Linked DNA regions of Mus musculus: region 2 is linked to region 1. A link is a contact called in public Hi-C data. All regions are on one chromosome and are shown on one strand. Each heading gives the region's core, a stretch centred on a gene start, on an enhancer-like site or on the middle of the called end of the contact. The rest is flanking DNA. Distances are from core to core; before and after follow the strand shown. Region 1 holds the start of Idi1 (isopentenyl-diphosphate delta isomerase). Region 2 overlaps Gtpbp4 (GTP binding protein 4).

What was found. A called contact is a pair of places that touch in the nucleus more often than the background predicts.
Region 2: a contact with region 1 is called in a Hi-C map of the G1E-ER4 cell line, with 2.1 times the contacts expected there. The contact joins the enhancer-like site here to the promoter of Idi1 in region 1. A contact is called at or near these places in 12 of 39 promoter capture datasets (3T3-L1-derived adipocytes, the C10 cell line, the HPC-7 cell line and 8 more), 3 of 15 datasets of contacts at CTCF or cohesin (CD8 T cells, the G1E-ER4 cell line and embryonic stem cells), 44 of 484 Hi-C or Micro-C datasets (the AML12 cell line, B cells, the Ba/F3 cell line and 24 more), 24 of 115 datasets of contacts at active chromatin or transcription factors (the 230-238 cell line, the SCID.adh cell line, SST interneurons and 11 more) and 4 of 9 other capture datasets (adipose tissue, liver, macrophages and 1 more).

The regions. Positions count from the first base shown.
Region 1 is chr13:8,881,895-8,888,165 of GRCm38.p6, forward strand. Idi1 (isopentenyl-diphosphate delta isomerase) reads left to right here and starts at 3,712. Exons shown (of 5, transcript NM_145360.2): 1 at 3,712-4,102; 2 at 4,838-5,010; 3 at 5,591-5,683; 4 at 6,029-6,159. The coding sequence starts at 3,966.
Region 2 is chr13:8,967,741-8,974,011 of GRCm38.p6, forward strand. Gtpbp4 (GTP binding protein 4) reads right to left here. Exons shown (of 17, transcript NM_027000.4): 17 at 4,724-5,534. The coding sequence ends at 5,382. Among named protein-coding and RNA genes, the nearest start is that of Gm23923, 15 kb to the left of the region's middle. Within about 2 kb of position 3,096, at least 1 of the 459 cell types and tissues checked has an H3K27ac peak or open chromatin away from gene starts, as enhancers often do. A contact at or near this core is called in the G1E-ER4 cell line, where this site is marked.

The DNA.
Region 1 (6,271 bases), core at 2,462-4,961:
GGCAGAAACCAAACATAATCTTCAAGAACATGCACCCAGTAAGTTAGCTCCTCCAACTAGGCCCTGGCCTTTCCATTACCTCCTAACAATTCCATCATTTGCCAGGACAGTGGGATTAATCCATCAGTAAGATTATAATGCTCATGATAACATGACCCCAGGTTCAACCTCTGACTCCTCCTGAATTACTGCATTGGGGACCAAGCCCACAACACATGGCCGTTCTGGGTAATTTTCTATCCAAACCATGAACAATGAGAAAAAACAATTTCCATAAATGTGTATTTCCTTTTTAAGATTTTTAAAACTCAATCTATTGGTTGGATTATTCTGCCACTTTGTTTCTTGCTTCATCACCCATAAATACATAAAAAACATTTAGCTGCTTACAAAACTTGTCATAACATAATTGCAATAGTTGAAGAAAACTCCTGAAATAATGCCTAAGGTTCAATGCCTGCACACTGCAATCATATGTAATTAGGAAAAAAGGTAAGGACTGTATTTCTAAACTATATTGTTCATCTCTGCTTATCCTTTGAACCTTATGTTCACATCCTTAATGCTGTTGACTGGGCCAAAATGGGATTCTGACACCAAAACAGAAATATAAATCTAAAGCAAGCAATATATAACAAAAGCCAATTCAAAAAGAGTGCAGGATTCTCCAAATAAGTCCTCTAGAAAGTTCAGTGAAATAGAGAGCATCTAACTATTGGGATTAAAGTTTGAAAGGACCAGAAAAGCCAAGGAATCCACAGGAAACTATAGCCATGATGTATTGAAAACTCAAAGGCCAGTAATTCATTTTGAAGTTATGAAATGTTGCTGAGTTTCCCTGAAGTATGAGAGTCTATAACTATCTTCCTTCTAACCTTCAACTATAAAAACAGCTCAAAGACCAATTCTTGGCCTACTAAGTTTTACTTTCCTTCTATTCTTATAATGCTTCCCCTTTTTCTAGCATTCTTTTGATCAAATAAAAATTAACATACTAGGCTAGCCGGGCATGGTGGCGCATGCCTTTAATCCCAGCACTCGGGAGGCAGAGGCAGGCGGATTTCTGAGTTCGAAGCCAGCCTGGTCTACAGAGTGAGTTCCAGGACAGCCAGGGCTACACAGAGAAACCCTGTCTCAAAAGAAAAAAAAAAAAACCATACTAGACTAAAATATTTCAAGCCAAACATGGTGGTGCATGTCTGAAATCACAGCACTTAGGAAACCCAGGCAGGAAAGTTGGAAGTACAAGAGAAGCCTAAGGCTATATCACACCTCAACTACTTTCATCAGCAATAGAGGCACAATACTAGTTTAAAGCCAGCCTGAGGATAAATGATATTTCAATCATTGTCCTTGCCACAGGGAAACACTTTTAGTTAATTCAAGGCTAATCCAGATTACTTATATCTTTTCAGTTTAGCCTATGGTGCATAGCACAAGATATCATCTTCAAAAACTACAGTCACAGGCCTTTGGAATGGTCATTTGAGAAAATGTTCCATTTTATTTTTTTAAGATTTTAAAATGTTATGTGAATGAGTGTTTGCCTGAATTTATGTATGTGCCTGGTGTTAGTAAAAGCAAGAGGTCTCAGATCCCCAGAACTGGAGTTACAAATGGTTATGATCTGCAGTGTGGGTGTGGTCCTCTGAAAGAACAGCCAGTTCTATTGTGACCCTCTCCCCATCTTGATAAAAGTATCAATAGGAGAGGGAAATATCTGTTAAGTAGGCAATCAACCCCCACTTCCCATTTCAGCTCATATAAAGGAAAAATAACATTTAAAGGAATATTTGGAATAAAGGATTATTATTACCATTATCGATGACTTAATAGTATTTAGCAGTGTTTCAACAATGCTTCACTCCTTAGACTGCCCCCAGGGAAAGGTGCCTAATGAGTCTCAAGATTATTGGTGATATTAATATGATTGATAATGAATAATGAAATCTGTCAACACTTGGAAGACTTGCTTAATACAGTAATTCAATATTTTCCAAATGACCAAGAATATTACAAAATCATACGTAGGAAATATGCACCTGAGCTGCACAGACACTGGGCCGGGAAGAGGGTTTGGGTAAAGGGTGAAAGTGTGAAGACTGAGCTCAGATCCTCAGCACCGTGGAAAAGGCCAGACATGTCAGTGTGTATCTGCAAACTGGGGAGCAGAGACATGAGGATTTGCTGGCCATAGAATCTAGCTAAATCAGGGGCTGGTGAGATGGCTCAGTGGGTAAGAGCACCCGACTGCTCTTCCAAAGGTCGGAAGTTCAAATCCCAGCAACCACATGGTGGCTCACAACCATCTGTAACAAGATCTGACTCCCTCTTCTGGAGTGTCTGAAGACAGCTACAGTGTACTTACATATAATAAATAAATAAATCTTTAAAAAAAAAATCTAGCTAAATCAATGAGCTTCTAATTCAGTGAGATGCCCTCTATGAAAAGATGGGATGGAGGGGCTGGTGAGGTAGCTCAGTGGGTAAAGACGCCTGCTCCCAACCCTCAAGACCTGAGCTTGCTGGGAGAACTCTCTTAGTTGTCCTTTAAGCTCCACTAGCCTCTGAGCATTGTGTTGACATTAATATTAATGTTAATATTGTAAAAGTAAAATGTTAATAAAAGCAACAGAGGAAGGCATTATGTACCTGAACACACACTTGCACATAATGCATACACTACACATATATACTACAAAAATAATAAACGTGACTGGGGTAATAGCTTAAATTAACTTTTTCACAATTACACCAAATCATAATGATAATTACTACTGTAACTAATAATAACTGTTATTATATTTATTCATTTATTTTTTAAAGATATATTTATTTTCTGTATGAGTACACTGTAACTGTCTTCAGACACACAAGAAGAGGGTATCAGATTCTATTACAGATGGTTGTGAGCCACTATGTGGTTTCTGGGAATTGAAATTAGGACTTCTGGAAGAGCAGCCAGTGCTCTCAACTGCTGAGCTATCTCTCCAGCCCCTATTTGTTCTTTTATTTACTTGGTTGTTCGAGACATAAACTTTTCCCCAATTGTATATGTAATAATTAATTCGTTTTTCCAGACAGGGTTTCTCTGTGTAGCCCCAGCTGCCATGGAACTCATTTTGTAGACCAGGTTGGCCTCAAACTCAAAGATCCGCCTGCCTCTGTCTCCTGAGTGCTGTGGTTTAAGACGTGTGCTACCAAATTTACAAAAGCTTCACATATAATCTGTAGTGAAAAATTCCTATCTTATAGTAACTTGAGTCGCTGAATTTATTAAGAATGGACTGTCACACGATGGTTTAACAACTGTCAAATTAATTCAGTCCAAACGCTGGTTCCCCAATCGGCCTCTACTTCATTTAACTTTGCTGGACAATTACTCCACATTGCAAAACGCCTTGGGAATTATTGCTGCTGCAAATCTACAGCACCTTCTAACTGGAAACAGACCGGAATAACATGTTGAGAAGGCAGGAGTAAAGCTTCCAAACTAACCCATTAGCAATGATCTCTTGAATTTTCTTAATTTCCATCAAGACCAACCCACAGGAATTCCAGTGAGAAAACTGTAGTTGTCAGAGCGCGCTTCTCAAGGCATCTGACATCATCACGCACAGACACTCAAGGAGAGTCAGGGACCCGCCCTAGCCTTGCCTCCAGCTGATTGGCGAGCCCGGGCATGGTCCAAGGTGCCATTGGCTGGCGACCGACAGGTCGAACCCTCCTCAAGAAGCCTCCCCAGAAAGGAAGCTTCCCCACCGCGGAGCAGCTAGACGTGCGGGCCGTCTCAGCTGTCCACTGGGAGTCGCCAACACCCTCGCTCGGGTCCCAGGGCCGCAATCACTCCTGGAGACCTCCAGCGCTTCTTTCAGAGCCACACGCAGGGCAAGTGGTGCCACCGCGCGCTAACCTGGCGCGGCCGTGACGTCAGGCTTGTGCTAGATTGGCAATTGGCTGGAGGCATGTGGCGCGGACGGACACTGGCGCGAGCGATTGGATATGCTGTTAGAGGGCGGGGCCTGGAGGCGGAGCATGCTGCGGAGAGGATTGAAGTACAGCTCTCCGCACAGCTTCTCAGCACCTGCAGCCGGAATCTCTGGTAAGCCTCCCTTCTATTTGGGGAAGGATGGCGAGAGGGGACCAAGAAGGGTGGGTGGCTGTATGAGGCTGAGGTGATGCGGTTTCCCAGCTTGACTCGCCATGGTGGCCTCTGACGTTCGGGGCTGGGTGCCTGGTCCTGGAAAGCGTTGGGTGGCCGACTGAGTCCCATCGGGTTCTCAGGGTTGTCCATGGAAACTCCCTGACGAGCGATTCAGCAGTCGTGAAATGTAATGGTTCATAGCCCTTGGGGAGTTGAGTTATAAAAAGGGACCTGAGAAAAATCTGTTCTTCCCTCCAGTATGGAGTACTTCACTTGTCTTCTTCCAAAAATGAATAAATAGGTCTACCCCTAAGCTTTCTTCTAGTTTAAGAGTGCTTTGCAGGTGTTGTGGTTGGTAAACGTCCACGTGGGTTTATAAAGAGATGGAAACGCGTCTTCGTTATGTGTCTAGATCTTTTTCTTGAGTTCGGTGATGTGCATTTGTACTTTAAACATCTTTAAGTGGGTGAGAAAATATCACTTTATCCTGTGATTCTGAAGTTCATTCTTTATATCCTGGCATTAGGAGTTCAAGATGTTATTTCAGAAAGTTTACAAATTGCTCACATTTGAAAACTGCCCTAGAGAGGATTTTAAATTAGTTTATGAATGTTGTAATTGAAGTCCACTTTCACTTCTAACAGTGTTTGTGTTAGAATGTCAAACTAATACAATGACTTTTCTCTGTGTTAGTGTTCTAGGTCAGATCAGACATTCTGTCACAATGCCTGAAATAAATACCAGCCATCTTGATGAAAAACAGGTTCAGCTTCTAGCGGAGATGTGTATTCTTATTGATGAAAATGACAATAAAATTGGGGCTGACACCAAGAAAAACTGTCACCTTAATGAAAACATCGACAAAGGTACTGTCTTAAAGTATTCTTTGTTATAAAGTGACTTGTCTGGACATTTAGCTAAGAAAAATCCTGAGATGAAAGGAATGCTTTCTCTTCTGGGGTTTGAAGAGGGTCTCACTGTGTATAGCTCTGACTGGCTGGTTGTCACAGACATCTGCCCCCCAAGTACTGAGAGATTCATTTCTTAATGCTGTCTTACCTTTCATTCCAGTTAAATGGTGTGTACAAGTAAAATCTACCTTTCTACCTCTCCTGTAATATTTCCCTCCACTAAGTGGCTTCAGAGTTATTTGGGGATCATAAAGAAGGAATAGATATTATCATAGTTCTCAAGTCTGTCTTTCAGAAGATTAGAGAGAGGAGTAGGTATTGAAGGAAAATATGATCCTACACACACACACACACACACACACACAGCAGGATACCAAATGGTCTGGGTTCAGCCACAGAGAACTTCATGTTAGAAGACTGGGAAGCAGCAGAACTGTCAAAATATGATTGAGAATAATCATATTCTCAACTTCAGGAGGGAAAACCAGACAAATAGCTGGCAAAATCTGACCAATCATATTTGTTTTGCTTTTAGGATTATTACATCGAGCTTTTAGTGTCTTCTTGTTTAATACTGAAAATAAGCTCCTGTTACAGCAGAGATCAGATGCTAAAATTACCTTTCCAGGTTGGTATACTTAATGAATAAGGTAGAGTTTGCTGGGAACTATTTAATCCGACTGAACTTTTTTGAGCCAACATCTAAAAGAATCAGCCAGGCACACGGCTTCACTTGTATTTTATAATAAGTAACCTTATCCACTGAGTCTAATCTAATCTGAATTATCTCTGTGTTTTGATCTTGATTAAGAAAGCTTTAAAACTTACCCATAAATGTCTTTTAGAAAATACTTCTGGAAACCTGTTATAATTAACTTAAAATTCTATTTATCTGATTACTTAGGAAAGTTTTTCCTCGGTCTTTCAAGGATTGGGGAAAAAATTCTTCTTTGTTCATATTACTCTTTCCCAGGTTGTTTCACCAATAGTTGCTGTAGTCATCCATTAAGTAACCCAGGCGAGCTGGAAGAGAACAACGCCATTGGTGTGAAGCGAGCAGCAAAGCGGCGCTTGAAAGCCGAGTTGGGAATACCCTTGGAAGAGGTACCCGCTCTTACTACTATTACACAGTCTGCAGCCTAAACTCAGGCATGTTAAGACACTGGGTAATTACCAGAAAGAAATTTTCAGCAATGCTTTGAGTGGAACCCAGAGT
Region 2 (6,271 bases), core at 1,846-4,345, 85 kb after region 1:
ATAAAAATCCTCATGTGGTTTGCAGCGATGGCAATCTCTGTGGTCTTTGTGAGTGAGGGTCTTTTGACGAACTCCAACAATTTTCATAAAGGAAATAATCTTAATGACCCGAAAATACCACAAGTGCCAGCCAGATGCGGTCTGGGGAGATCATGAGATTGGCTACTTTCTGTTGGTGAGAAAATACCTTATGCTAAACCCAGATACCAGGGAAGTGGTGTATATGAGCTGGGACGTGCAGGAGCTACTGGACAGGGAGGCCTGTGAGAAGAGATCGCCACACAGTTCAGAAGCATGGTAGAGGACTTCCTGTTCCCTTGATGGCCTTATTTTGAGGATGTGTGTGAAAAGATATATCGACTCTGAGGGATATAAAAAGTAATGTTCGAAGCAGGGAATGGGGTTGAAAAATGACTCAGTAACTACGATGCTCCTGCATGAGTCCGGGGTTCCATTCCAGCACTCATATTGTGGCTCACTACTATAACTCTAGTTCCAGGGGATCTTACCCCTCTTATGACCTCTGTGGGTACCTGGCACGCATTATGTGGTATACATACAGATCCAGGCAAATAACCCATACACATAAAAATTTAAAATATCTTAAAAAAAAAAAAAAGAAAGAAAAAGTTGGGTTCATTACTAACCCATGGTTAAAACTGTCATGTTTAACAGAAACTTGAATACTAATTTCCTTTAATTGCACTAAACTAAAATTCAAGCTCTTCATTTTAATTGCTTCTCTCTCTCCAGCTCTTAAATTTTTTCAATATCATCTATGGAAAGTGTCAGTTTTCTCCTAAAACCTTCCCCTGGTGACACCACTCTCCCATGGGTAACACAGGCTCACCTGTCCAAGGTTCTCTCTCCAGGTGGCATATGGTGAGTGAGGATGGATATGGATATGGATAACAAAGAGCTTCCTTGGTTTTCACTGGGTTCACAGATTCCACAAGGACTCTTTGTGGAGCTGATGAGCATAATCAAGTACTTCCTGCTGTATTTTTACCTAAGCCAGCGCTGAGCCCCAGCACCAAGCATTAAGTCTATCTTCTATGCATAAAACAGTGGCAAAGTCAAACAATTTAACGTTCGTTGGTGTGGATCAAGGGATACATTTGCTTGGTCAAATGTTATTGTGAATATATTTATCAATAATGACCAAAGGTCATAATCTTTACTATGAGAATTGTGCTAAAAGGTTCAGTCATCAAAAAACCTGGAAAAGGTCAGTTTACCTCACTGATTTCTAGTGAAGAGAAAACAAAATCAGCCTTCTATTTCATTGCTTCTTAGACTCCTTGCTACCAGTAATTTTATTAGTTATGTTTCTTTTCTTTCTTTTTTTTTTGCCAATACAGGGCCTTACTATATAGCTCTGACTGTCCTGGAATTCACTGTAGACCAGGCTAGCATCCCACTCAAAAATCCATCTACTTCTGCCTCCCAGGTGTTGGAATCAAAACCATGTGCCAAGCTTTTACACCAAGCTTAGACAATTTTCTTGAAAAATTAAAAAAAAAAAATTGAAACTCCAGGATGTCTTTTATGCCATCACCCCTGTTCTGCTGCAACATTTAAATTCAGCAATTTTTGCACTGGAATTCCCAGGAAGAATCCAAGACTTTTTTCTGTCATCTCTGACCTTCTAAGGCTGATTGCAAATCTTTGTTTCCCCCTAAATAGCTTCCGTGCAGTGTTGAGGTCACTTACCTCGCATCCTCCATCCTTATGTGGAATAGACAAGATGTGTGCAGTTGCTAAGACCATGTTAGTAATGTTCCCACCTGCCTTAGTCAGGGACCTCTAAAGTAACAGAGCTTAAAGAATGATTCTCTTCACACACACACACAGGATTCATTAGAATGATTTACACGCTGTATTCCAGATAATCCAATAATGGCTGCCTATGTACAGAAGGTACAAGACCTCAGTAATTGTTCAGTCTATGAGATTGGATTTCTCACTTGGTCTTTGGTATATGCTAGAATCCTAAAGAAGCTGGCTCTAGATGGCTCAGGAGTTAAGAATGTATGCTGCACTTGCAAAGGACCTGAGTTCAATTCCCAGAACCATTATTGGGTGTTTCACAAGGACCTGTAGTTTCAGCTACAACCCAACACCTCTGACTCCTATGCAGATATCTTCATTCACATGCGCATACCCTACAATAGACACGCAGACGTATACTTAATTAGCGGCAAAAATAAACATTTTAAAAGAAAACATTGGTATATGAAAAAAAAAAAGCTGGCTCTAATGCTAATGAAGGAATGGACTTGCTGGTGTAGGCAAAGAGCAAAAGACTCCTCCTTCTATGTCCCTATATAGGCTTCCAGCAGAAGGTGCAACCCTAATTAGAGGTTATGTCTTCCCTTATCAAAAGATCTGGATTAAAGGTGTGTCTTCTGACCTCAAAACCTAGCACCTTCCAACTTCAAATTAAGCAAAAATCCCTCACAGCTCTATGTGCTCTCCAATTTGGGTTTTTGTTAATTCCCCATGTAGTCAACAAACAATAAACATCACACCCACCCCACGGTGAACAATGGTTTGGTATTGTTTTCTGTTTATTTGAGACAGGGTTTTTCTGTGTAGCCCTAGCTGTCCTGGAACTCACTCTGTAGACCAGGCTGGCCTCGAACTCAGAAATCCACCTGCCTCTGCCTCCCAAGTGCTGGGATTAAAGACGTGGGCCACCACCCCCTGGCTGAGCAATGGTTTTTACCTTGATGGAAATAGACCCTAACTTCAGATCACTGTATTAGTGATATTATCACAGACAGATCTAGAGAAAAATCTAAATCTAGTGAACAAAGAGTAACCTAGTTAAAAATAATTACATTTTCTGGTTATAAACATTTTTCTTTTTATGTATTAAACCCCAGGAATAGAATAAACATGATATCATCACTCTTACAAACAAGATTGACTGCTATCTTTAGAAAAGAACTAAAAACGAAGGAGGTAGTTTTTACAATATGGTTAGTTATGTTTCTCAAGGGAGGATACTTATCTGAGTATCAAGCAGGATAAGCAGCTAGGCATGGTGAGCGTTCTCACAGCCACCTGGGTGTTGACTGTCTATCCCCATGTGTGTTCCATGTTAGGTAAGCACTGTACCAAACATCCGAGGGAAGAACTACAAGGGAAGGATTTGCTTGGCTTTCTGTGCTTGCCCCTTCTTGGCTGTTGTTTGATCTGACCGTCTTGGTGCTCAGTCGTGCTTCTCGCTGACTCTCCCTAACGATTAGGTGAACCCCAGATGCTTTCGTATGGCTATCTGAGCACTTGACTATCTTGTTTGGAAAAATAGATATTCAAGACTTTTGCCGATACTTGAGCTGGTCACTGTTGAATTTACAAACCATGTATTACTCACACTTGCAAACCTGCTCTCCCATTCTGTAGGCAGTCTCCTACAGAATTCTAATCGAGTCCTGTTTATGTACTTTCTTTTTTCCTGCCTATAACTCTGATGTCACAGCCAAGAAATTGTCAAATCCAATGTTATGATAGTTTTAGCATTTTCTTTAAAACGTTGTAGTTTTAGGGATCTTATACTTAGGCTTTTAAAAATTTATGTATCTAGTGGGGTGTAGAGTCCAACTTTTGACCATATATGTTAACATTTCCCAAAATGGCTGCTGGAGAAAGAGTCCTTTGCCCACGGTTAGTTCCAGTCCATTTTTTAGTATACCTATTTCTGAGTTGTCTACTTTGTTCCAACAGTCTGTATGGCTGTCATTATGACAGTATCACAATGTTATTACTATTACCTTGTTGTGTATGCTTACAATCAGAATGGGTCCTCTAACATTTTCCTTGTTAGTGTCTCTCTGGAGGGGACGCTGCTGAACCTTCACAACACCCCTGCTTCTCCTGCTAGCAACCAGCACCGCTAAAGGACCTGGTAGGCAGAAAGGCAGCCTACGTACCAAGCCAGCATTCACAGCCACCTCTTCCTAGTCCTAACAGCAATGAGAACTGACGCCTAACACAGTTCAGCTCAAGGTCACAAACATTCTGTTCCTAAATATGCTTAATTCTTTTGTATTGAACAGCTGAGATGTCTTTAGAAAAACCAGTATTATGTATGTCAACAATCTTGGTTTCATAATTTATGTTGAATTTTCCTGACTTCTGCCAAGGGAAATACAAACTCTAGCTAAGCCTTGTTTTCCTCCTCTCATTAATTTTTCCAGTCTCTCTACCCTTTCTCACTAATGTCTCAGACATTTTAATAAATACAAGTTCCATTAAGAAAAAAGCCTTGTCTAGAACTTCTGTTACATGACTAATTCTATGATTTAATTAAGTTACTAGGCATAGAAATGATTATAGACTTTAATCATCTAGACATTAAAAAAAAAAAAGATCAAGACATCAAACTTCTTCAGAGAACTAAAACACATTAGAAAGCCAATTTAAAAAAGAGGTCTCAATAGAGTCCAAAGAATCTTAGGCTAGAGTACGTAATCCGTCGGTAGTCGCTGGATTCTCATAAAGGCCAGAAGCTGCAGCCTAACAGGAAGCACTGACTGTCTGAAGATTATCCTCTAATCTGAGGACAGGGCTGCACTTCCAGGTACACCGGGATCCCGCTTGTAGATGTTTTTGTACTTTCCAGGACATCAATCTTAATTCAGCAAGTGTTTATGAAAGAAGACATTTTCTTTCTTTCTTTCTTTCTTTCTTTCTTTCTTTCTTTCTTTCTTTCTTCTTTTTTTTTTTTTTTTGGTTTTGAGCCTATACCCCAGGCACTTACTTCCTTTATTTTTTATTCTAAGAACAAAAAAGCAAAGTCCTATTCCCTGCCACCACCACCCCTTTTGGTCATCAAGTGTATTGCAATTAAATCAAACAAAATGTAAGTCATCAAACTATGTTTTTGCTGGGTGTTTACTTTGGATAAAATGGTTGAAGTTACAATGATACATTGTACTACAGGTTTAGAAAATAATTTAAGAGTAGTTTAAGCTCTGATAAACCCTAAATGTAAGGAGGATAGCCTTCTGCCTAGACCTCCCAGCAGGTATACTTTCTTAACAAAAATAGGTACTTTAGGTGACAAAAGTCCCACTACAAAACAGTTTTCCTCCACCCACGCAGCCTCCGTACACCAATAAGTCTTTTCTGTAAAATGCTGAAAGAAGCTCATCAAGTACGGAACGCACTGGACATAAAAACCCAAACTGCGCAGTGAGCACAGCACTGCACACTTAGTAGGGTTTGCCAGTTTCCAGCAAAGCAGCAAGCATTTAAAAGTCATTCCCACTGTTTCTTTTGGTCAACAGATGGTGATTCCAAATTCTATAACACACCATACCACACCCAAAATAACCAAGAGTCTACTTAAACTGTTCCAACTGAAGAGGACATTATCTCCTGTCCTTTTTACCAGCTTTCCTCTTCCCAGACAGCAAGTGCTTGGGCTTCATATCAAACACATGCCTATCAGCTTCCCCTTTCTTCCCCAAGCGATTCATCTTCTTCTGAGCTTTCTTCATCATAGTCTTGGCTTTCTTCACCATCTATGCAGGAGAAGACACATTAATGAAAACCACATTTCTGTGCTACCCGGGAACCATTTTACCAAAGCCAGTATGTCAACCCCGTTGTCTCAGTCACCACTCTCTCTCAGACCACCACACTATCTGCAGGAACTTGATGACTATCTGAGGAAACCTTGGACCAGGCTTTCAGAGTAACACACTGAAACTCAGGACCATGAGAGCACATGCCACATCTGACTCATGTCAATGCCAGTATTAAAACCCATAGTTCCATAGTGCACTCTTGTAATCCCAGCTGAACATGGAAGCAACCAGTCTGGACTCTCAGCCAGCCTGAGATTCATAGGAAAACGCTGCCTCAACACTCACTTCCTAGACTTCCAGATGAAAATGACATCTGAAATGAGAACTTCAGGCTTCCATTAGAAGGCCTACCAGTTTACAAAGTTTTTCTCTTATATTTGACTTTTTCTTAAAAAGAAATTTCAGTGAGATTTTAAATACCTACCGCATTTCCAAAAAAACATTACAAATAATACCATAGTGACAAGCTACCAACTTGAAGGGGAAACAATTTCCCTAATGATATAAATGAACTATTTTCTCCTGGCTACTTCCTTACAGGAGAAAGCCTAGACTATCCATACTTTATGAGGTCATGTCTCTGTCTATCCTCCAGGTTAAAGGTTTCATAATGGTTTGCCAGACAGAACACCTATCCAGGGTATCCAACTGCTTCTGGTCCAAGTTCCTCT